Regions from separate parts of the Danio rerio genome. Here region 1 is linked to region 2. Evidence: chromatin contacts called from public Hi-C data. All regions are on one chromosome and are shown on one strand. Each heading gives the region's core, a stretch centred on a gene start, on an enhancer-like site or on the middle of the called end of the contact. The rest is flanking DNA. Distances are from core to core; before and after follow the strand shown. Region 1 has its middle 13 kb from the start of cyb5b. Region 2 holds the start of cpne7 (copine VII).

Region 1 (2,700 bases), core at 155-2,654, 240 kb after region 2:
TCAAGTTTGCGACGAAGATTGCGAATGACCGTTGGAGCGACAGATTTGGGAAATGGCAAATTAACAAACTATGTTTGGACAGAACTTGCGCCCTTAGTTGGCTAATGATGGTTTTGGGAAACGCACCCCTGGCTGGTCAAGTTGGTTTTAGCTGGTCATCTACCAATTAGACCAGCAATGATCAGGCTGGAAATGGCTGGAAGGTTTTGCTTGGCCCACATGCCGCAGTGAATTACGGTACATGACTGGATCAAATCTGGCTTCCAGACAAGGGCCAAACACAGACCATATCTGGGCCAAGTCTCAGCCAAGTTAATAACTCATAACTGGGCCTGAACTGGGCCAGCTAGGTTGGTGTGTTACGATTGCAATGAAATTGATAAACCCATGAAGCGTTGCACTTTACTACGGGCTCTACGGGCATGCTTTTTATCGAAGTGACCTGATTGGTAGATTTTTTTTTTTTACTCCAAAATTGTTATAATGTATTTTAAATGTGGGTCGAGACTGGTCAAACTCACATGGCCCACATATCATTTGTTTAAATCTGGGCCAAATAGCTACTTCGTTTTACATTTGGCCCAAATCTTGTGTGCCGCCTTAAAGACAGTGCCACCTCTGCCAAACCCGGGCCATGTTTGGCCCACATGCTGTATGTCAGTGCCGGATGAATCCCTGCTGTGCCAGCTTTATGCAAAATCTGGGCCAGAATTCTTTGCCACTAGGGCAGTCTGGAAATGGTCAAAAACCCTCCAAAACGAGGCTCAGCAGGAGAGCAATAACCAATACACCTGACCAACACATTCAGAGACTAAATATTAGTCACTAGTATCATTATTTAATTTTTTATTTAATAGTTCACCCCCAAAAATTATTATTTATTATTTACACTTGTTCCTAACTAAATATGATATTTTGATGAATGCCATAAACCAGTAGCCATTGCTATCTGTTTTTCTTATGATACTGGAAGTCAATGGTTAGGCTATACCCGTTTTCCTGCTTTCTTTAAAATGTCATCTTTTGTGTTCAACAGAATAAAGAAACTCATAAAGGTTTGGAACCACTTGGGGTGAGTAAATAGAGTAAATGTTCATTTGTTAGCGAACTATCGCTTTAAAATCACTGTTTATGTTTTACCGGCTGAAACAGTCATAGTGACATCTAGTGGAACAAGCGCGTCATCGCACAAACGGGTTACTGGTTGCACAGTAGAAATGATATTAATCATAAGAGACACGATTCATTTATTCCACATGTAAATGTGACTAATCATTCAACAAGGAGGTTAATGAGATGAGGTGAGCAGAATTTAGCTATAGTTATGTGATCCCAGCACATCCACGAGGAGACCTTGAATGTAAAACTAATTAGAGATACGACTGACGATTTTGTTTTTATAATACCAGTCATATTTCTCAGAAGTGCCATTCATTTTTCAAATAAACCAGTGTGTGTCCATCAGTATAAAGCCTGAAGAGATTTTAGCCTCTTAGCAACATTATGGTTTTAACTTCTGTGGCATTTACTGAGAATTTTCCCAAGGTTATCATTCTGATCTATCATACTCAATAGCACCATTCAATCACAGCAGAACAAACAAAACATGGACAGCCTAGAAAACCTAGAGATTCATTTAACCAAGCTCTCTGCTACAAAAGATGTTTTAAGCGTTTGGTATGTTAAAGAGCGTGGGTGGACTTAATTATCAACGCTGTCACGCCTCTGCAGTGAGCTTTGACCTTGGCTGTTTTTGTCAGGCTTGTGTTCATAGGATGTTCTCTGACCCGTCAGGATGTGTAGATGATGATCCGTTGCTGTGGTGACATATCCAGTCTCCTGAAGAGTCATATGCCACATTTTTGAGATGAGATTTCCCCGTTTGTACAGCGTTCAATAAAACCTGTAACCTCTCTCACATCTTACACACTCTGCTGACTATGAGGCACAGATGGTGGTGGAAATGGAGAGGATTAAAACGATCAGTTTTAAAAAATGCATCAGACAATGACATACTTGGTAACACAATAATGGATTTGTTAGTTATTATATTTACTAACATGAACAAAGAATTAGTAATTCATTTATTATTAATTCATCTTTATGTTAAATTAGTTCATGTTAACTCACTGTGCATTAACTAATGTTAACAAGCACGACTTTTAGATTTTAATAATGCAGTAGTAAATGTAGAACTCTGATAATTTAATGCTTTACAAAATAATAATAATAATAATACTGCGGGTTTAAAATGCAATGATTTTCATGCTCTGCTCCACTGTTGGTCAGATTGCCCAGTCTGTTGTGATTGGTTTGTCACTTACAGTGTGTCAAAATCACAGCGCCCATTACCATATCAGAATTTGACCTCTAGTCTAGAGGCTTCCGTCGTCTGTTCTTGTAAACACAGTTATCAGTTCAGTTCAAGTGGAGTCCTTGTCTTTGGGAGTGCATGAAAAGTCGATTAGCCTTTGTATAGTGCAGAAAACAATGTCTTGCTGACAACATGAGTATGTCCTCAGGTTCAACTATGTGTTTGAGGGTCAAACTTGACATTTTAGACACTTAGCAATTCGTTTCATCTTAATTTCTGTAGCGCTTTTACGATGTAGATTGTGTCAAAGCAGCTTAACATAGAAGATCCAGTACATTGAAACTGCCCTCAAAAAATTGATTTCTGCAGCTTGTTCAAACTACCTG
Region 2 (2,777 bases), core at 227-2,726:
AAAACCAAGGCAAGTGTCTAATTATTTGTTCATTCATTCATTCATTTTCATTTTCGGCTTAGTCTCTTATTAGTCCCTAATTATTATTATTCTATTTACTTAAATGTATTTGTTCTATGGACTAATTTGCATGAATCAACTGTTTGTGACCCTGGACCACAAAACCAATCTTATGTTGCACAAGTACGTTTACAATATGTTGCATGAGTCAAAATTGTTAAATTTTCAACTTTTGTAAAATTTCACCTTCCATTTAGTAAATTTCCTTTTGTAAATACATGTAGAGTGCAGAAGTTTGCCCTGCGCGCTTGCGGTTTTTAAAGAAACTTATTTGGCGCATCAATTTTGTCAATGCTAATATTCAAAAAGGTAATGATTCGCACTCATCAATTGCTTCGTACTGTTTTTCTTTTTACATTCTTCGGGTGATTTAAAGACACAAACGTTTTGGCACAATGCCTTCCTCAGTGTGTGAAATATATGTAAATATATCAAAACGTATTTTTTTAAACAAAAATATACATTTCTAAGACCTTATTTGGACAACTTTAAAGGCAATTTTCGAATATTTAGATTTTCTTTAAAATCTTGAACAAATATTGTTCAGTCTCAACAAACCAAACATCAATGGAAAGCTTATTTATTCAGATGTTGTAAGTATCAATTTCCAAAAATGGACTGTTTTTTGTTGGTATTGGTGGTTTATATGGACTCTCCATAGACATAATGTATTTTATATGGAAAAAAATGCTAATTATATGTCCCTACCCCTAAATCTAGCCCTCATATTAAAAAACGGTGGCAAAAAAATAGTCAAAAGACCACATAAAATATAATTTTGAAGCGTTTGAATTAGAAGGACACCAGCAATGTCCTCGTAAACCACTGTAATACAGTACAACTATCACTAAGAGAAGAGCAACAGCAGGTAAGAGCACTGCTCTCTTATTTACTCAGATTTTGTTTGCGGTTTGTCATCAAGAAATGTATATTAGCGTTATTTACATATTAGTAGGCTGTAATTAGCTATCATATGCAATGTTGTTAGTGATGGTTACGGTGTTTACATAGCCTATGTGACATTATACTAGTACACACACACACACACAAAGTTGAATTTAGTGGAGACAAGAATCCAAAATCCTCTTAAATCTCAGTTCATTTAATTCCATTGAAAGTCCATGAATGTTATCATATCCATAACTCACGAAGGGTAAACGTCAACACGTCATGGTTATGGTATAATCTGTATTGTATTGTAGACATTAAGGGCTAATCTCTAAACTGCTAAATGTGTTAGCAATAACCCAGATTATTCATGATTTAATTAACCCATTATATCCCTATCATTTACCTTAAAATGGCACTTTAAAAAAACATTCATTCAACCTGGATATGTGTTTTCTTATCGAAACTGACGTCAAGCAAAGTCTTTTCTCTTGCCAAGGCTGTTCGGATAAAGAAGCTGTAAAATTCACTCCAATGTAGCTCTTCAACGTAACATGACGGCAAAGCAGAACTAGCGCTCGGTGGGCTTGAGTCACACACACATACACACACACACACATACTGAGAGAAGAGCAGCAGCAACAGCAGGTAAGAACACTGCTCTCTTATTTACTCACTAGATTATGTTCGCTGTTTGTCATCAAGAAATGTATATTAGTGTTATTAATATATTAGTAGGCTGTTATTAGCTATCAAATGCGATGTTGTTAGTGATGGTTAGGGTGTTTACATAGCCTATGTGACATTTATAACTTGACGGTGATAACAAATCTTTACGGAAAATTAAATAACTATGCTTAAATCGACATCTACGTTCACAAGTGTTTTGGTAACCGAATAATAAAGTAGACTGTGGGATAAATTCTAAAAATACAGTCGGTGTTATGTCACCCGCTAGAGAAATGAAGTTAGCTGGACTGAAGTATAATCTGGTAAGACTCACTTCATATTGTTATGTTGTCATTTTATAGCTATACACCGTTTAAAATGGGTTATTTGCGTTATGAAGAGAAAAGTTTGTTTATTATATTAAACGTTAGGCTATCCGCGTCTCATAAGCGCCAATTAAAGGATCAGGCGATTAATCTTTACGTTGTGTCGAATAGCTTTCATGTTTTTAAGTTCAAATGTCAGTGAAATCAAATATATGTAACGTGAGATAAATCATTTACCGTGTTGTAATTTCCGTGCTTCAATGGCTTGATTGGTTCTTGAAGTAAAGTGGATATAGGGATGTGAGAGGAGCTGTCCATGATCTGCGCTGCTGAACCAAGCGCGTTCCCGGCTGAATGATGGCATGCCTACTGTATTCACTAGTCGCGAATGGTAATTTCGTCCGATAGACGTTAATGGCAGTGCATAAAATGCACACTTAAATGTTATTTGGTAATGTGAACCAAATGGTGCGAATTACAGTTGGTTGTTTGGCGCGAACATCGAAATAAGTCAAAACAAAAGGTTGGTCGGGACTCAAAATTGCTACTGAGTTTAATAACAAACTTGGATGGCAAGTAGTTAACCTTTTTGAACTGTCACTGGCGAAGAGAAATCAAATTCAAAACCATTTAGCTAGCCTTAAATGGAAAAAAAACGGAAGGGCTACAACTGTTATGAGACCCAAAGAGCTATTCTGTAATGTTATGTCAATAGTACAGTGCAAGTCAATCAAAAGTAATTCAACCTATAGCATAATAACCAGATCAATATAGTCTCAAATATAGGCTACTTTATAATAAAACTATCTTAACACTGATTTTTATCACCTCATC

Evidence for each region. A called contact is a pair of places that touch in the nucleus more often than the background predicts.
Region 1: a Hi-C map of embryo shows a contact between it and region 2, with 3 times the contacts expected there. The contact joins the enhancer-like site here to the promoter of cpne7 in region 2. A contact is called at or near these places in 4 of 18 Hi-C or Micro-C datasets (caudal fin, embryo and an unstated tissue) and 2 of 4 datasets of contacts at active chromatin or transcription factors (caudal fin and embryo).

Annotation. Positions count from the first base shown.
Region 1 is chr7:73,162,612-73,165,311 of GRCz12tu, forward strand. No RefSeq gene overlaps it. Among named protein-coding and RNA genes, the nearest start is that of cyb5b, 13 kb to the right of the region's middle. Within about 2 kb of position 1,405, at least 7 of the 62 cell types and tissues checked have an H3K27ac peak or open chromatin away from gene starts, as enhancers often do.
Region 2 is chr7:72,925,926-72,928,702 of GRCz12tu, forward strand. It overlaps cpne7 (copine VII), which reads left to right and starts at 1,477. Exons shown (of 18, transcript XR_012382847.1): 1 at 1,477-1,596.